Regions from separate parts of the Mus musculus genome. Here region 1 is linked to region 2. Evidence: chromatin contacts called from public targeted proximity ligation data. All regions are on one chromosome and are shown on one strand. The core of a region is the stretch at or near the end of the contact, and the rest is flanking DNA. Distances in the headings are between cores, read along the strand shown. Region 1 holds the start of Slc3a2 (solute carrier family 3 (activators of dibasic and neutral amino acid transport), member 2). Region 2 has its middle 74 kb from the start of Slc22a8.

What was found.
Region 1: a targeted proximity ligation map of effector CD8 T cells shows a contact between it and region 2, with 22 read pairs. A contact is called at or near these places in 1 of 39 promoter capture datasets (the C10 cell line) and 4 of 130 datasets of targeted methods (the 230-238 cell line, effector CD8 T cells, large pre-B cells and 1 more).

What each region holds. Positions count from the first base shown.
Region 1 is chr19:8,712,114-8,716,585 of GRCm38.p6, forward strand. It overlaps Slc3a2 (solute carrier family 3 (activators of dibasic and neutral amino acid transport), member 2), which reads right to left and starts at 1,784. Exons shown (of 9, transcript NM_008577.4): 1 at 1,229-1,784; 2 at 617-790. The coding sequence starts at 1,634.
Region 2 is chr19:8,517,212-8,521,474 of GRCm38.p6, forward strand. No RefSeq gene overlaps it. Among named protein-coding and RNA genes, the nearest start is that of Slc22a8, 74 kb to the right of the region's middle.

The DNA of each region.
Region 1 (4,472 bases), core at 534-3,033, 200 kb after region 2:
TTCCATACTGAGGTTTTGGTTTCTTTCTTATTTTCCCCTCCCATGAAGTCAGGGTTCTGTGTATGTGGGCGGGCTGCCTGAGGATAAATAAGCCCCTACATCTCCTTCCCAAGTGTGGGGTTATAGGCACATGCTGCTTGTGTTGTGCTGAGGAATCAAACTCAGGTCTTCATGGATCCTAGACAAGCACTCTTACAAACTGAGCTACGTTGTCAGCCCTCTATAGTGAACTCTAAAGCAGCATTTGAATCTCTTCTATATATAGGATCTACTTTATACATTTAAAAGCCATTTATTTTATCGAGCCATGGTGACACACTTAAGTCTAGCACTCGGGACCAGGGGAGCTCTGTAAACTCTCATCCGGCCTGGTCATGGTAGTCAGGTACAGGCCAACCAATTACATGGTGAGACCCTACCTGAGAACCAAAACCAAAATAAATACATAAAAATTACGCTCACGCATGAAGCACATTTTTTAGTGTAAATCATAACATATTCCCCCTTGTGCCTGACACAAAAAAACTGAGCCAGTTAGGAGAAAAATCAGACAAAAACTCTATCCTGTTTCTGGGCCAGAATGCCAAACCCTTTCTAGTTCCTTAGAAAGACCTACTCTTTTTCTTGGCACTTTGTAGAAGGTCTTTAAAATCTTCCTGGGAGCCCAAAGTGGGATTAATCTGTTTCAGGTCGGTTTCATTGATTTCATCCTTCTGGTTCTTGTGAATTGGGCCTAACACCAGGCCCTTCACCTTCAGGGTGCTCAAGTACTCCAGATGGCTCTTCAGACCTAGGAGGAGAGGGTTGGGTTAACCAATAGGGCATGAAAAGCCTCCAGCCTCCACATTCTCTCCACCACTTCCCGACTCCCTCTGACGCGGGTTGGATCATGAGACAAAGTAGCTGACGCAAGGAGTCTCACACATTACTTCAGAAACTGGTTTGAACTGGCTCAGGGCCGCGTGGTTGGGGGAGGGGAGAGGAGAAAGATGATGTGCTGAGTCAGGCACCCTTAGGAAGAAGTAGGGGTCCGGCTAGCGTTTTTTTTTTTTTTTTTTTAAAGAAAGGGGGGGGGATTTTTGCCAGGGAGTCGTCCCAAAAAAAATAGGTTGCAGTAAAGAATCACCAGCGTTCTAGAGAAGACGAGGAGGAAGGAAAAAAGCAGCAGAATGCCCGATTAAACGAGGGATTCATGGGGGCAAGGGATGAGGGTGCACACCCTACTCACCAGCTATGCCTCCCGCATCCCGGCCTACAAAGGCCTGAAGGTCGCCGATGCGGTAGAGGGCGCCCTTGTGCCACCACCTCTGTACAGGCAGCTCACGGCAGCGCGGCGCCCGAACGATGATAACCACGGCGCCCGCCAGCATGCCCAGCCAACCGAGCCAGAAGAGCAGCAGCAGCGCCCAGCGGGTGCGCACCCAGCCAGGGCTGCCCGCTACCTTCAGTAGCTCCTCCTTGGATAAGCCGGTGAACTTGACCCCGGCCTCCGTCTCGTCCTCCGCCACCTTGATCTTCACCAGACCGTTCTTCTCCCCGGCCGCCGCCCCGTCCGCTGCATTCATGGGCTGCTTCTCCGGTTCTAGCTCGTTCAGCTCCACATCTTTCATGTCCACTTCGGTGTCCTGGCTCATGGTGCCTGCAGAAACGGTGACACGACACGGCCTGTAGTCAGTGAGGCAGCTCTAATCCTGCCTGGATCCCCGTTCAGAGAGGCGTCCCGTGGCCGTGAGGCTAGCAGAGCTTCCTAACTGCTTCTGCCGCTGGGCGGGTGTGGCGGCGGGGAAGTGACCCAGGACTCCGCCCCGGTCCGCCTCTTAAAGAGATGCAGAGAAGTCTTTTCGCACCTCCAGCCTCGCTGAATACTCCCGTCTATCCCTAACGCTTATTCCTGCAAGAGTCTGGGAAGGGGAGCTTGTGGTCAGAAACCCTTAGAATAACAAACGTGAATTTGTCTTGACCAGGTTTCAAAGCCCCTCCTCCGACCTTCCGGCCCCTTACCCTGCGAGGCCTCTTTTCTCTCCACAAGATGACACCAGTCTCCATCCACATCGTGATCCCTTCGCCCCAAGCACGGCTCAGGCTGATCTCCCCAACTTCACACAGACCTTGGCACTACATCTCACTTCTGCTTTACGTACATCTTCTCATACTCCGGACTTAGCTGAGTTCCTGGATTCTCCTCGGGGCTTACACGTACTCACCTTTCAAGACTCCTTGAATTTAATTCCTCAGGCAGCAACTATTTACTGGGCACCCACTCCAATCCTTTGCTTCATCAACTGCATAGGATCAACTCTAATCCGTTCTTCTTGATTTTAAAATTCAACTGCAGAATTGAAGTGGTCACTACCCTTATTATCTTACCCTAGTTACTAGCAAGAATGTTGGATTACTGGGAATCAGGCATCCAGAAGAGATTAATGGGGCTGTAATAAACATTCCGAAGGTATTGAGGCACCTACCCTTTTAATATACAAGCTGTTCTAACTCTTTTTTTCTTTTTTTTTTAACTATTTACTATTTTTTAACTATTTACTCACTTATTATATGTGACTACACTGTAGCTGTCTTCAGATGCACCAGAAGAACTATTTACTCACTTATTATATGTGACTACACTGTAGCTGTCTTCAGATGTACCAGAAGAGGGCGTCAGAACTCGTTACAGATGGTTGTGAGCCACCATGTGGTTCCTGGGAATTGAACTCGGGACCTTTGAAAGAGCAGTGAGTGCTCTTAACTGCTGAGCCATCTCTCCAGCCCCTGTTCTAACTCTTAACCACCTTGCAATAACTCTCAAACCCTCTAGTGTGCCGGGCTACATCAGTTGACTATGCTAGGCCCTGGAACCAGCTTAGTTCCCTCACACTTTGAAAGTTTCTCAAATTCCCCCGGCAGAGGTCCTTGGCAAGAGGAAGGGTAAATGGGGCAGACTGGGTTAGCAGCAGGGACAAGTGAAAAGTGAACATCAACTCTAGGAGGTGCCAACAATTTCAGGAACTTTGTGTTCCAATTAGGTTATTTTCAGAGAGAATCGGAAGGAAACAACAGGTCCTTTCTCCCTCTCCCCACGTAGGCCGGCAGCCAAGATTGCTATGTATTTGGAAGAAAGCAGAAGCCAAGGCCAGAACAGTAGAGAGGAAGGGATATGAAAAGTCTCATCACCTGCCACTGTCCTTTTGAATTCCCAAAGTCCTCCCCGGCCTCACTAGAGAAAAGTCTATACACCAGCTCCTAGGAAGAGGGAAGAGGCTAAGGGTCATGCTAGTGTTCATAGTTGATAAGAGTCCTACCTTGCCCTGGGCATGACAGATAAGAAAAGTCCAATGCAGAGTTTATACACAGCGTGAAAGCTCAAGGTTTGTGGACTGTGAAGCAGAAGCACTCCTTGAAAGGGTTTGATGAAATGCTCATTAGAAACATGGTGTTTCAATCAACCAAACTGAAAACAAGATGGATCAAACCAACCAGATGTTCATCTGGAGCCGGGCGTGGTGGCGCACACCTTTGATCCCAGCACTCGGGAGGCAGAGGCAGGTGGATCTCTGAGTTCGAGGCCAGCCTGGTCTACAGAGTGAGTTCCAGGACAGCCATGGCTACACAGAGAAACCCTGTCTCAAAAAACCAAACCAAAGGGCTGGTGAGATGGCTCAGTGGGTAAGAGCACCCTACTGCTCTTCTGAAGGTCCGGAGTTCAAATCCCAGCAACCACATGGTGGCTCACAACCATCCATTAACGAGAGCGTCTGAAGACAGCTACAGTGTACTTACATATAATGAATAAATAAATCTTTAAAAAAAAAAAGACCAAAAAGAGAAAAAAGATGTTCCTCTGGTGAAGGTGCCTAGCCAGCAAACCTGAGCTCACTCCTCAGTGATCAGTGAAGATCAGTGAAAGGAGAACTGATTCCCAGGAGCTGTCTTCTGCCCTCCACACATGCGCACTGCCCTCCACACATGCGCACTGCCCTCCACAAAGTAAGTAAAATTTAAGGTAACACAGTATCTCCCCGCCCCCACCTCCAAGTGGCAGAAATCTATTCCTAAGCATCTTAGAGAGGAGACGTGAGCTCCCATCAGTCTTTTCAGCAGCACCCTTCCTAATCACTACTGTTCAGCCACAGCAGCTTTCTAGCACCTGCCAGAGTCACGACACACAGGGTGTTTCCATTCTTAATGCCTCCTGTGCATGCTGTCCTGCTGTTTGGATCTTCCTGCTAAGTTACTCTTCCTCCTTCAAGCTCTGACTCAAGTGACAGCATCTCTCAATGCTCTACGTAGATTGCTTTCCCTTACCAGGGATAGAACACAATAACTAACACAGTTGACTATATAAACTTAAAGGACTGACGATGCAGTTCAGAAGACCGGTGCTTTCCTACCATGTGCAAGGCCCAGGGTTCAATCTGCAACACCAAAGCAGTGAAGGATGAAGGACTGGGGGTGGAGCTCAGCCAGTGCTTGCTTAG
Region 2 (4,263 bases), core at 25-2,524:
AGCTTTCCAAGCCTTAATGGCAGCCGCTGATATTTGAGCATATGCTCCCCAATGATAATTAGTCTGATTGGCAGCATACTGTCCTTGGCCTGTTAATAATTCAAAAGTCCATTGCCTCTGATTATCATCTTCTGCCACAGCATTAATTCTTGCCTGATTCTGGGCAGCATCGTACCACAATGCTTTCCATTCCATGTATTGTCCCATATTAGGTAGAGTGGCCTTAACTGTCATTTGCCAGTCTGCCAGAGTCATTGCTACATTGGCAAATCTCTCGACCTATACTAAGGTGAAGTTGGCATTGACTCCATAATTACAGACAGATTCGGCAAGTTCCTTAATTTGTTGATATTTTACAGGAGCATGTATGCGTCCTGCACCATCTCCAGCACTGAAAACTGGAAAAGCCATCTGAATCTTTTTTAGTTCCTCCTGAGGCAGAAAGGAACTAGCACCATATCTTGATTCATATGGTGGAGGCGCTGAGGGCTTGGGTGACAGCTGTATGCCCCCCCTTTTATTAACTTTTTGCTGTGCTCTTTGATCAGGGCCATACCTTTCCTCTTCATATCTTGCTGCTTCCTCTTCTAATTCTGCCTCTTCACTAGGGTCTAAATCATCAGAATCTGAGCTATCAAGTTCTAGGGCTTCTAGCTCTCAAGTGGAATAGATATTACTAAGTTTACCTGTAGGGGGCGTGTTTTCACCTTCCCCTTTTTTCACTCCCCCCTTTTCTAACTTCCAAGGAGGTCCTTTTTCCTTAGACATGTCTTTTTTCTTTTTACGAGCTCCTAATCTCTCGCTCCGTTCGGTTTCTGACATGCTGTCCTGAACCTCCTCTAACGTCTCTTGTACCTCAACCACTGCAGGTTGGCAGGTCTCATCTTCTAAGCAGTTCTTTACTAATTTCCAAATTGCCTTAGTGCCTAGGCGTAAGTCTCCTTCCTCAAATTTTCTATCTAGGTCTCTTCCTAGTTTATTCCACGAGGCTGTGGTCAGGGAACCTGAACAAGCATACCATGGGGCAACACAATCAGTCTCTTTGACAAAATTTTGTACAGTGCGTATGGAAATCTTGAGGTCTCTCTGCTTAAGGACAATTTGCAATGCGTCCACTACTGACTGTGATGACCCCATTGTGCCTGCGGTATATCTACATCCGACTTAAGGCACACTGAAGCAGAAAGTGAAAGTAAAGTGCCATGCTCCACTTCAAAAGCAGAAGTCCGTCCCTGAAGCAGCAGTCTGCTCTCAAAGCAGAAGTCTGCTCCCGGAGCAGAAGTGAAAGTAAAGTGCCACACTCCGCTCTCTTATCTACGAGGGACTGACTGAGCTTGACAGTGCTGCCACTTGTTTACGTAGGACTGACCACAACTCAAGGTTAACACTAACTACGATAAACACAATAAGACACCAGGAGAAAGAAAACAAACGCCAGGATTACAAAAACCAAAGCTTCTACCAACCTGTCCCACGGTGCTTCTAGATTGAGACCAAAGTCAAAGGGAACAACAGGCTCATGGTCAGACATATCTCTCCGAACTTACCTTCCACTGCAGTTCTGGATCCGCCCCATCTCCGGGGGCGACGGGGGGGGGGGGGGGGGTTCTCCTCAGTGCTGGCAATGTTGTAGAATTCCTGGGATTTCAGCACCAGATGTCCCTGTGTGATAAGGAGTCTCGTCAGCAAGGACACACACACAGGACACACTCAGATCCTTCTGCAGCAAAACTTTAATGCATCTCGAGAAAAAGATAATCAGCTTCTGGGGAGGAGAACCAGAACACAGGAAACTCGGTCCTTAAATAGACCACAAGAGCGGTTGGAGATGAATTTCACCCTGACTGGTTGCTCACCATTAGCCCAGATGACACCACGGGACAGGCAGGGCACAAGGAATGGAAAAATACCACAGCACATGCGCAGACTACTTGTTTACCAGTTAGAACACTGGATATCAGCACCATCTTGTAATGGCGATTGCAAGGGCGGATCCTCACAAGACTTCAACACACCACTTTCACCAATGGGCAGATCATGGAAACAGAAACTAAACAGAGACACAGTGAAACTAACAGAAGTTATTAAACAAATGGATCTAAGAGATATCTACAGAAAATTTTTCCTAAAACAAAAGGATATACCTTCCTCTCAGCACCTCATGGTACCTTCTCCAAAACTGACCACATAATTGGTCACAAAACAAGCCTCAACATATACAAAAATATTGAAATTGTTCCATGCATCCTATCAGATCACCATGGACTAAGGCTAATCTTCAATAACAAAATAAATAATAGAAAGCCAACATTCACGTGGAAACTGAACAATACTCTTCTCAATGATACCTTGGTCAAGGAAGGAATAAAGAAAGAAATTAAGGACTTTTTGGAGTTTAATGAAAATGAAGCCACAACATACCCAAACTTATGGGACACAATGAAAGCATTTCTAAGAGAAAAGCTCATACCTCTGAGTGCCTCCAGAAAGAAACTACAGAGAGCACACATTAGCAGCTTGACAACACACCTAAAAGCTCTAGAACAGAAGGAAACAAATTCACCCAAGAGGAGTAGACAGCAGGAAATAATAAAACTCAGGGACGGAATCAACCAAGTGGAAACAAGAACTATTCAAAGAATCAACCAAATGAGGAGCTGGTTCTTTGAGAAAATCAACAAGATAGACAAACCCTTAGCCAGACTCACTAGAGGGCACAGGGAAAGCATCCTAATTAACAAAATCAGAAATGAAAAGGGAAACATAAAAACAGATCCTGAAGAAATCCAAAACACCATCAGATCATTCTACAAAAGGCTATACTCAACAAAACTGGAGAACCTGGATGAAATGGACAAGTTTCTAGATAGATACCAGGTACCAAAGTTAAATCAAGATCAGTTTAATGATCTAAACAGTCCTATATCCCCTAAAGAAATAGAAGCAGTCATTAATAGCCTCCGAACCAAAAAAAGCCCAGGACCAAATGGGTTTAGTGCAGAGTTCTATCAGACCTTCAGAGAAGATCTAATCCCAGTTCTTCACAAACTATTCCACAAAATAGAAACAGAAGGTACTCTACCCAACTCATTTTATGAAGCCACAATTACTCTGATACCTAAACCACGAAAAGACCCAACAAAGATAGAGAACTTCAAACCAATTTCCCTTGTGAATATCAATGCAATAATCCTCAATAAAGTTCTCACTAACTGAATCCAAGAACACATCAAAACAATCATCCATCCTGACCAAGTAGATTTCATCCCAGGGATACAGGGATGGTTCAATATATGGAAATCCATCAACGTAATCCAGTATATAAACAAACTCAAAGACAAAAACCACATGATCATCTTGTGAGATGCTGAGAAAGCATTTGACAAAATCCAACACCCATTCATGATAAAAGTCTTGGAAAGATCAGGAATTCAAGGCCCATGCCTAAACATGATAAAAGCAATCTACAGGAAACCAGTAGCCAACATCAAAGTAAATGGTGAGAAGCTAGAAGCAATCCCACTAAAATCAGGGACTAGGCAATGCTGTTCAATCCCTCCCTACCCATTCAACATTGAAGTCCTAGCCAAAGCAATTCGACAACAAAAGGAGATCGAGGGGATATCAGCAAGATTTTGCTGAAGGGACCCTGATATAGCTATCATGAGTGAGGCTATGCCAGTGCCTGGAAAATACAGAAGTAGATGCTCACAGTCATCTATAGGATGGAACACAGGGCCCCCAATGGAGGAGCTAGAGAAAGTACCCAAGGAGCTGAAGGGGTCTGCAACCCTATAGCAGGAACAGCAATATGAACTAACCAGTACCCCCAGAGCTTGTGTGTCTAGATGCATATGTAGCAGAAGATGGCCTAGTCGGCCATCATTGGGAAGAGAGGCCCCTTAGTCTTGCAAACTTTATATGTCCCAGTACAGGGGAATGCCAAGGCCAAGAAGTGGGAGTGGGTGGGTAGGGGAACAGGGGGTGGGGGGATATAGGGAACTTTCAGGATAGCATTTAAAATGTAAATAAAGAAAATATCTAATAAAAAAAGAAGAGAAAGAACATTTCCAAACTCTTTTCATGAAGCTGGTATTGATGCTACTTTTATAGATTTGTGCTGCTCTTAACCTTAGTTAGAGAAATTTCTTATTGCAGAGGGAAGTGGTTAATATAGATCATTATAACTGTTCAAAATGCTGAAGTGACTGAGTTCTCAGCCAGAGATGGGACATCAACATCAACACTCCTCACCCAGAGTTC